Linked DNA regions of Mus musculus: region 1 is linked to region 2. A link is a contact called in public HiChIP or PLAC-seq data. All regions are on one chromosome and are shown on one strand. The core of a region is the stretch at or near the end of the contact, and the rest is flanking DNA. Distances in the headings are between cores, read along the strand shown.

Evidence for each region. HiChIP or PLAC-seq counts read pairs in DNA pulled down with a chosen protein or histone mark.
Region 1: a contact with region 2 is called in a FOXA1 HiChIP or PLAC-seq map of pancreatic cancer cells. The contact joins two enhancer-like sites. A contact is called at or near these places in 1 of 115 datasets of contacts at active chromatin or transcription factors (pancreatic cancer cells) and 1 of 9 other capture datasets (adipose tissue).

Annotation. Positions count from the first base shown.
Region 1 is chr3:122,119,874-122,125,138 of GRCm38.p6, reverse strand. It overlaps Abca4 (ATP-binding cassette, sub-family A (ABC1), member 4), which reads right to left. Exons shown (of 50, transcript NM_007378.1): 18 at 5,020-5,109; 19 at 3,334-3,508; 20 at 1,449-1,580. The region is part of intron 2 of Gm40138 (a long non-coding RNA gene); the gene reads left to right. Among named protein-coding and RNA genes, the nearest start is that of Gm40138, 3.9 kb to the left of the region's middle. Within about 2 kb of position 2,743, at least 175 of the 459 cell types and tissues checked have an H3K27ac peak or open chromatin away from gene starts, as enhancers often do. A contact at or near this core is called in adipose tissue and pancreatic cancer cells, where this site is marked.
Region 2 is chr3:121,467,069-121,472,243 of GRCm38.p6, reverse strand. The region is part of intron 12 of Slc44a3 (solute carrier family 44, member 3); the gene reads left to right. Among named protein-coding and RNA genes, the nearest start is that of Cnn3, 43 kb to the right of the region's middle. Within about 2 kb of position 2,478, at least 156 of the 459 cell types and tissues checked have an H3K27ac peak or open chromatin away from gene starts, as enhancers often do. A contact at or near this core is called in adipose tissue and pancreatic cancer cells, where this site is marked.

The DNA of each region.
Region 1 (5,265 bases), core at 1,494-3,993, 650 kb before region 2:
GCTGGGGACATCTCAACTCTGATCACCAGGAGCACAGCCTCACATTTGGAAGGACAAGGGCTTTTGACTGAGAAGACCAGACAAACGCATTGCTAAGTTGGGCAGGAAAGAAGTGTGTGTGTGTGTGTGTGTGTGTGTGTTGGGGGGGGGGCATTGGAGAACAGGATACAGGTGTCTTAGTGCTACTATTGCTCGGATGAAACACCATGACCAAAGCTATTTGGGGAGGAAAGGGTTTATTTGGCTTACACTTCATCATCAAAGAAAATCAGGACAGGAACTCAAGCAGGGCAGGAACCTGGAGGCAGGAGCTGATGCAGAGGCCATGAGGCCATGGAGGGAGCTGCTTACTGGCTTGCTCAGCTTGCTTTTTTTTTTTCTCCTCTTATTTTTTTTTAATTACGTATTTTCCTCAATTACATTTCCAATGCTATCCCAAAAGCCTCCCACACCCTCCCCACCACTCCCTTACCCACCCATTCCCATTTTTTGGCCCTGGCGTTCCCCTGTACTGGGGCATATAAAGTTTGCCTGTCCAGTGTGCCTCTCTTTCCAGTGATGGCCGACTAGGCCATATTTTGATACATATGCAGCTAGAGTCAAGAGCTCCGGGGTACTGGTTAGTTCATAATGTTGTTACACCTACAGGGTTGCAGATCTCTTTAGCTCCTTGGATACTTTCTCTAGCTCCTCCATTGGGGGCCCTGTGATCCATCCAATAGTTGACTGTGAGCATCCACTTCTGTGTTTGTTAGGCCCCGGCCTAGTCTCACAAGAGACGGCTATATCACGGTCCTTGCACCAAATGCTTGCTAGTGTATGCAATGATGTCATCGTTTGGAGGCTAATTATGGGATGGATCCCTGGATATGGCAGTCTCTTGATGGTCCATCCTTTTGTCTCAGCTCCAAACTTTGTCTCTGTAACTCCTTCCATGGGTGATTGTTTCCATTGTTGGTGGGATTGCAAGCTTGTACAACCACTCTGGAAATCAGTCTGGGGGTTCCTCAGAAAATTGGACATAGTACTACCGGAAGATCCCGAAATACCTCTCCTGGGCATATATCCAGAAGATGTCCCAACCGGTAAGAAGGACACATGCTCAGCTTGCTTTCTTATAGAACTCAGGACCACCAGCCCAGGGATGGCACCACCCACAATGGGCTGTTCCCTCTCCCATCGATCACTAATGAATAAAATGCCCCACAGGCTTGCCTGTAGCCTGATCTTACGGAGGCATTTTCTCAGGTGAGGCTCCCTCTTCTCCAGTGGCTCTAGCTTGTGTCAAGTTGACATGAAACCAGCCAGTATACAACAGGGGTTTCTGACAGATATTTTGTTTTCCTGTGGTGCTGGGGGCAGAACCCAGGGTGATGGATGGGCCAGGCAAGTGCTCTTCCAATGAGCCCCACCCCTGCCCAGGAGTATCTCAACTCCAGCTCACTTACTGATGAAACAGGATGTTGTGTTGTGGACACATGCCCAGGCTCTGCCGTACTACATCCAGGTTGGTTTCAATGTCTTTTCCCCCAATGAGCACAGTTCCTGACGTCGGTGGCAACAGTCCTGTCAGGATGGACCTGCCGAACACAGGGTTAAGTGGCAGAAGAGATGGTTGTTAGAACTCACCAGGGGATGAGGGTAACCCCATACAGGGTCAGAAGGATGCTTGTAGTGACACCTGCCCTATCTCTCTATCAAACTCAAACCTGATGTAGCTGAGGGGCCCAGAACATTTCCACACAGGGTTTACTTAGCACCAGTGCCTTGCTTCAAGTCCTAGTGCCTAGACCACAAGGGCCTTCTTTCTCTACTTTTTATTTCCAAGTGTTCCTGGGCCAGTATCAAGAGCCTCGGGGATTCCCAGACTCAGACACCCCACCCCATCATCACCCAGCCATCATTGCAGCGGTCAGTTGTAGTGCCCACTGGATGGCCACTGTGGTGGTCAGTTGTGGTGCCCATTATGACTGTCTGTCAGAGTGATATTCACGGATGTGGTCAGCTACAGTGTTCACTGTTGTTTTACTCTGTGGTCAGCGGTAGTGTCCACCGTGAAGGTCTGTCATAGTGGTTGCTCCGTGGCTATTGATGTGGCCAGCCATTGTGGCCACTGTCGTAGTCACAGTTGTGGTCAGTTAAAGGGATTTAGGACCCAGCCCCACTGCTTTGCCTGGGCGTGCAGCCCTTGACAGTGGAGAAGCAGGGTTGGTGACTCTCCAAAGCTCAGTTGATGCCAGTGAGAAGCTGGGCAGCCTGTCTGCTGACTGGCTAACACAAACAAATTCGTTTGGGAATTCCAAATGTAAAAATGTGAACAATGTTGTGATTTCTCTTTTCTTTCTTCAATTATACAAAACATGTCTCCCACCTGCTTGGGTAGTTGTCTAAGTTAAGTGAATCGAACATGCTTGAAAAACAAAACAAAACAAAAACAGGCCCCAGCACAAAGTGAAACTTAAAATGTTATGCTATTCCCAGCATTAGGACAGCGCTTGTGTTCCGACCCCAGTGGAAGTTTAGTTTCTGCACTGAGTGAAGTAATGTGTTTGTCTTCTAGAGGTCCTGGGGTCTCGAATGGAGTTTCCTGTCCTCCCACCACGTGAGTTAGCAAGGAGATAGCCTTAGGATGCCACGCCCAGTTCTGTCCCAAGTTCTGATAAAATCGCATGCTATCTGAACCTGTACTTCGAAGCTGAAATGTTGATCAACCACTAGAGGGAAACAGTACCAAGCCCAATGGCACCAGCCCCGCATTCCATTCCCATTGAAAGGCCCGGGAGCACATTCCGGAGCAGGGTGTACACTGCTGTTCCTTCCCGGGGCTCTGCAAGCCAAGGATTTGATGGCTGCTGTCACATGGCTTGTTGACCCCTACCCCTCCTCCACCGGCCCATCGGCCCATCGGAGGTCTGCACCGGAGCCCTGACTGCCTGTTCTCAGCAGGTGGCGCTCGCACCCCTTCCAGAACTAAAGGATGGATGGAGGAGTCCACCCAGAGCCTCAAAGCTTCCTGCCCTTGGCCTTCTGCCAGGCAGCGAGTCTACTTCACTGTTCTCCCTACACTTTCTCAGAAAGGTAGCCATCCCATCAGAGGTCCCACACCAGCACTAAAGCATCCTAATTATTAATTGGTAGGAAACGGAGTGCTACATAAAAATAGCCCGGGGACATGGGCAGCCACGGCTTTTTATCCTCACCGTGGGAGGTGTGTGTGAGTGTATATGTTTCCACCGAAATTCAGTAAGGAAGAACAGAGTGGAGTTATTGGGGAGAGAGAATGAAGCCGGGGAATGATAGGATGGGAGACAGCCTCTCTGGCAGAGAACTCACAAGGTGGTGGTCTTTCCCGCTCCGTTGTGACCCAGGAACGCCGTGATTTGGTTCTCATAGAAAGTGATGTTCAGACGGTCCACAGCTGGCCGGCCACTGGGCTCAAAAACCTTCACCAGGTTCTTCACACACACACCAGGCACCAGCCCTGGAAGCTCGCGTTCAAAAAAGGAGTCTTGGAGGGAAAAACACATTGTAGAAACACCACATGTTAATGACGCCGTGCTTCATGAACACACTGCTTCCTTCAGACCTGTGCTCTGGCTGTAACTTCACCTGCCCATGTGGCTGCAGCTTTGTGAAGAAGATCAAAACAGGAGTAGTCATAGTTGCACTGGCCATAGATTTCACACTTACTGTGAGTTAGGCACTGTTTCCAATGTTTCCCAACAAATCCCTCACTTCACACATATAGTCCTATAGGTAGATATAACTAGGCTCTTTTCAATAGGTTAGAAAGCCCAAGACTGAGAGACATCAAGTGTTCTATCAAGGCTACATGGTGTACAAGTGGCAAGTATGGGCCCAGGGTCCATACCCATCTGAAATAGCTCCTGTCTATTATTGAGTTAACCCCGAGTTCCGTCTTTGCTTCAAGGCTCAGTCTATCGGATCTTCATAGGTTTCTGGCACCAGCCCTGACTCCTCAAGCCAGGACAACCTACTCTTCCTCATCGTAACTCCTTCCTCCCCATGCTCCGTGCCCTTTCCAGTATCAACCAACCTACTCTCCCCCTCCCCGTGACCCCCCACCCCCCACCACAGCATCTTTTCCGAAGTTCACTTATAGAGTCAAGATTACTGTCAGAGTATTAAGTCTAATTAACTAATGGTCCCTTGCTCTGTCCCCAACTCCCGTTGCATTGTCTGCCTGTGTCTCCTGGCCACAACTAAAGCTGAAATGGAACCTTATCATACCACTCTGGGAGGAGGATCTTCTAGAGTTACTTTAGCCTGCAAACCAGCTCTGTGAGGATTCAGGTCTCCAACATCAGCTTTGCAAAGTGGTACCTGAGGGGCGCCTAGAAGCTGGACCCTCTCGTGCCAACATCAGGCTAAATCGGAGTCTGTGTGCCTCTCTAAACCCAAGCCATGCATACAGTCAGGGATGAGAAACATTAGGAGAATTAGTTCAAGAGTGAGGACAAAGCAGCAAAGGCCAGGGAAAGGAGTCTTATGTACCCTGCCCATCAGCCCGGGCGTGATTAGGTAACTTCCACCACCAGGAAAGGCTTTTGATGCTTGCAGTGAATGGGCTCTGGGTTTGTAAACCTTGAGTGAAGTGCAGTCAGCTCTGCTAGGCTCTTTCCCCTTACGGAACTTATTTTTGTCTTTCCTTGTAGCTCATATCCGCTTCAAGTCCCAGTGACCCAAGTCATTGTTCTGACTAAATCCTCGGAAGTCAGCACATTTGTGCGATTCCCTTGGGATTTGCCTAACAAGGGCACAAACACACTACAGACCTGGGATCTGCTTTCTCCAGGAAATATGCACTAATGTCTGGGTTGGACCATTCATTCCCCTCGTGTGCAGCTGGACATGAGATTTAACACCAGTCAAGAAAGGGAGTCAGCTTCCTGGCCTCCTTCATGTTGCTCGTCTTGTGGTTTGGCTCTGGCACTACTGAAGCTTTCCGTTCCGTTCTGCTGTCTTTTGGGATGGGGGTGGGGGGTCTTGGGGGGTTACCATTCATTCCTTCTGGGTGCTCTGGATCCTCCATCTCCTCTGTTAAGGGTTCAGTCTTTTCCAGAGCCCTTTCTTCTCTGGTCGAACAACCTGAACCAACCAGACGCCAACGTTACTCTTCAGGAGAGACAGGAGAGAAGAGGAGGGGCAGTGGGGACAGATGCATTTCCCATCACAAGGGTGGGACAGCTCCCTCCAGAGGTTGGAGCCATCATAGCTCTGAGACCCGTCTCCTGCATGGCCTCC
Region 2 (5,175 bases), core at 1,229-3,728:
GTCTAAATGTACCATCTTGGGGACTCTGAGTATTAGGCAGCTGCCAGTCACTATACCAGTGAGGAAACTGAGGCCTGGAGGCTGAGGGGCATCACCAGGATGAGAGCGACAGCAGGACTGTGTGGCCATCTGTATGATATCCCAAGCCTGAGTTCCTTGTCAGTGATGAGGAGTGGGGGGAGCCAGGGGCCAGCCCATCCCGTCAGCGTCAGCGCTTCTAATAAACCGGAGACCTGCAGCCATGCCGGCCTTCCCGCCCCCCTGCACTTCCCATTTCATATTCCCACAGTTTCCTTACAAAAGACCAGGCCTCCTCTCTGACCCGCTCATTTCCTGCACTGACTAGGCACAGGTCAAATGAGATGGATGGCTGCCATCATTCCGGACCCAGGGAGGACATCGGGTGACAGTAACAGCCTCCGCAGTCCTGATTCCTGGACCTGCCCAGTCACTCAGAGTCACATAGCTGCATCTCGGGGTACAAAGCTTTCCTGGATCAGCCAAGGGTCAGGTACAGCAAGATGAGCTTGTCTGGTTTTGGCTTGTCCTGGATCTGAGGGAAGTGGAATACTCTCTCACAGTATGCACTGTGTGCTCCATGATTACGCTCCGCATTGGCCACAACCTACTGACAGTGGGGTTTTTTTTTCCTCAGTAGAATTTGACACACACACACCTCGGGAGGGGGACATCAGAAGATGTCTTTAAATTGATTATCTATTATTTAGAGAGGCACACAGATGCCACAGCACAAGTCTAGCGGCCAAGGTGGGAGTTGGTTCTCCCCTTTCATGTGTGTGCCCCAGGAATGAAGCGCAGGTTGTCAAGCCTGATGGGAAGTGCTTTACCTACTGAACCATCCTGCCAGCCCTTGGCTTTTTAAGCCTAATGTCTACCAAAGAAAAACATATCAGACAGTCAATTTCAAGTTTAGCATGAAGGAATATTATTTGGAAGGTAATCTTTGCCTAAGCCATCTCTAGTTCTCTATTCAACGAATATCCCCGCAGACGGAATAGGGCTCAGGAAGGGCATCTTGACAGAGGGACTGCAGGGTTTCTCAGAGCAGTGCAACAGGCAGGGGAGAGAGCCGCAGCACCGGGATTGGAGATGGCAGACCTGGGGCCATGCTGGTTGAGGTTAGAAGTGGCTTGGAGGCTCTCATCTAAGAAGTCCTAGGTGTTTGTGACCCTGGCAGAGATAGGACAAGAGTGGAAACCATGAAGTCAAGAAGCCAGAGAGAAAGAGAACTATCACAATCAACACTCCCTAAAGCTAAAACACAATGCTAAGGAAAAGAAGTCTTTTAGCCCTCATAACAGTTTGTATGGGACTGGACGGATGGCTCAGTGGTTAGGAACACTGGCTGCTCTTCCAGAGGACCCAGGTTGGGGCACCAGCACACACACAGTGGTTCACAATGGTCTGTAGCTCCAGTTCCAGAAAAACTGATGCCTCTCCCAAACTCCTAAAATTAATAAACCTAAAAGAAATATTATTTAAACGCAGCAATAGTTTTCATGTTGGTTTAAGTCATGTGTGTTGAAGGTGTGAGTGCACATGTGTGCATAGCATGAGAGGCCAGAGGACAACCTTCTGTGTTCAGGCACTGCCCACCTTTGTTTGAGACAGGGTCTCGAAGTGGCGTGGGACCCACCAGGTAGGCTAGGCTGGCTGGACAGTGAGCCACCAGGACCAACCTGGCTCCGCCTTCCAAAGGCTGTGACTACAAAACTCATGTGCCACCACAAGGTTAGTCTGTGTGTTTGTTTGTTTGTTTTGAGACAAGGTCTCACTATGTAGCCCTGGCTGGCCCTGAACTCACTCTGTAGACCAAGCAGCCTTGAACTCACAGAGATCTGCCCACCTCTGCCTCTAGATGCTGGGGTTAAAGGCAAGAGTTGGCTTGTTTTGTTTAGATTTTTAACTTGAGTTCTATGGATCTGACTTAGTTCTTCAGGCCTCTAGGACAAGTACTTGATCCACTGAGCATAGAAACTTTCTAGTCCCAGTTTTCCATGATTCATTTTAAAAAGGGGTTTAGGACCAGGGAGATAGCTTACTGGGTAACACTGCTTGCTACACACAAGCTTGGTCCTGAGTTCCATTCCTGGACCCCACAGTGGGAAGAGAGGACTGACAACCAAGTGATGCTGTCCTTGGACCTCACACATGTGCCATAAGATTTGTGTATTCACATGCACATGCGCACACACAACCTAGTAATAAGTAAAACAAAATTAAAGTAAGTTAAAAATGAATAGAAAAGGGGTTTTAGAAAGCTAATCCTCACATGTGAAAGTATTTGTGAGAAATTCAAATATTCCTTCAGTGGGAGTTGAACATCACTTTCTTTACTTGACAACGTTTGTACTTTCACTGAAAAACCCTGTAGAAATCAGTTCTATTGGCTTTGGGCTCCTCTGTGTGCCTGCCTGTCCTTTCAACCGTGCATATTTGCCAAGGAATGTGGGGAGGCAAAGGAGGCAGTGGCCTTCACCGGGGCTACTTGAGACTGATCAGTTGTTTCCTTTCTTCTCTGTCTCTCTGATGCTTAATTCGCCCCCACCCCACCCCCCCACCCCCACCCCCGGCCACAGTGATGAGCTTGGAAAGAATGAGGCCATTCTAAAAATTAAGCCTAAAAGCAAATAAAATTTCAGAAAAGCAAACAAGACTGCATTGCCCTGCTTCTACTTTCTTGGCAGGAGTAACTCTCGGCCTCCCCTCCCCTCTCCTCTCCTCCATGTCTCATCCCTCCCTCCTGGCAGGACCCCTGAAGAGGACAGAGGCGGCCGCTGGCAGGCTTCCCCTCTCACAGTCTCTCTGGTGGTGGTTTGCAGCCTGGTAAACAGTGAATTCTTGAAGGGACTGGTGAATGCCAGACCCTGGAAGGCTCGGGCGTGTCTGCCGGGTGCCTTGACTTCCTCTCCATGTGTTTGTGATAAAATCAGAGATGAAACTGGCTTGGACTAGTTCCTGCAAGTTTTTCTAGGGGCCTCGGAAGGGGTCTGGATGTGCGTGGACTCAGCTACCCCTGTGTGTCTCTGAGGTCTGAGGGTGTATTAGTTACTCAAGTTTGTTTCAGGAGTTCTTTATTTTGAGTGAATAAAATCAGAACTCAGAGAAGCCATTCCAGAAATAAAGCCGGCTATTCATGGCAGGGCTTTGGGGTGAATCCCTTCCCTTCTCTCTGGAGGAAAACTCTATTTACTTTTTTGACGAGTCAACAGCAGCTCCAGTTCACAGCTCTGCCATCAAAAGATGCTGCCTGCCGGTTCAGTTTTCGGGGAGGACAGATGGGTGCTCTCAGGGGATAGAGGATAAGGGTCAGGCTGGGCAAGATTAAGTTTTAATTTAAAGATGGGGGGTGGAGGGAGGACTTTCTAAGTGTTAATATTTTTGGAGAACTCTCTCAAAATAAAGAGTTAATCTAGCTTTTTTTGGTTACCTAATAACACAATGATTAAAATTCTATTAAATGGGAATCATAGTGCCTACAGTGATTATTTTACTGAGCTAAGGCCAAGTTATGTGATCAGAAGAGGGTGCCTGGTCCACTGTGAATCATTTTGTAAACACATGTGTGCATGCATGCATGCAGGTGTGTGTGTGTGTGTATGAGTACACACGCACACGAACACACACACTCATAGAGGCCTGAGAAGGACACCAGGTTTCCTGATGTATCGCTCTCTACCACCACCGCCACCCCACTCCCCACCCCAACCCCCCCCCCCCCCCCCCCCGCAGGACAATGCCACTTACTGAATCTGGACCTGTCTGGTAGCCAGCAAGATCCAGTGAGCCTCCTGTTCTCTGCCACTTTCTGCCACCCTGGGATGGCAAAACTGTGTAACCACCCTCAGCTATTCTTATTTAAATGTTTGCCTGCATATATGTATATGTACCACGTGAATGTCTGGGGCCTGCAGAGGCCAGAAGAGAGCATCAGATTCCCTGCTACTGGAGTTACAGAGGGTTGTGGGATGGCATGTCCATGCCAGGAACCAAACTCAGGTCCTCTGTAAGGACAGTAAATGCTCTTTATTATTGTTGTTGTTGTTGTTTAAACTTTTCTTACAGTCCAGTTGTTATCCCCCTCCTGGTCTGCCCATTCACACACCCCCCCCCCACATCTCCAAGAGGATGTCCCCACCTCACCCCCACCCCACCAGACCTCCTAGGGTTAGGTGTGTCTTCTCTCAATGAGGCCAGTAAATGCTCTTAAACACTGAGCCCTCTCTCCAGCCCCTTCACTCCGCTGGTTTTGTGAGTTTGGAGAATTTGAACCCAGGTCCTCACACTGCCGTAGCAAGCACTCTTAGCTGCTGAGCCATATCTCCAAACAAATGTGATAGACTTTAATTTGAAACTTTAAAGCCATCAGATGTCCTTTTACAAAGCCCAAAGCAGGGTGCATGAGAAGAGCAAGACCTGGCAGGGGTTACTCTGAAGGCTTTAGGAGGTAAGCAGAAAACCCAGGCTTCTTCTACAAAACTGTCCTGCCAGGTCACAAAGAAAGATCGCATGAAATACCACACTGCTGTTTGAAGGAAATGCCCAAAACATACATAAATGTAAATATTTTCCTGCAGCTGGACCTGGGTGAGTTAGAGGCCCAGGAGTAATGTAACCTCAGTTTCATGTGAGTGACTCGGCATGGCCTCTAGTGCTTTTGTGCTTGGGTGCTCTGAGCTACCCTACAGGTTGGGGGCTAAGAGGGGCCAATGAATCCGCACGTTCAGGAAGTGTCTAGAATGTGGAACGCAGTGTGTACTGAGTGAATGTTTGTGTCACTATTTACTTCCTCATAGAAGGTGCACACCTGCCTACGGAAGAAAACATTAAAGGCCACAGATAGGAAATAGGAAGCGCCCTTCCGGTTTGTGTCAAGCTGTTTTGGGACATACCATAGGACATCTGCTGGGGGGTGGCGTGGGGTTCAGGAGACAGAGCATCTGGGAAGAATTTCAGTTCCTGACCCTGGCAGTTGTGTTCAGAGGAAAGTTTTCTTGACTTTGGGCCAGACTCTGGTTTGCCACTGCCATTCGCCAGTGCACTCGGTGGCTGTGTGGTCACACCACATTGACCCTAAGTGCAGCAGGGCCCTGTGGGCATTATCGCTTGTGTGGGAATGTCTTGCAGAGTTCTGATATGATGTTTTTTCAGCCA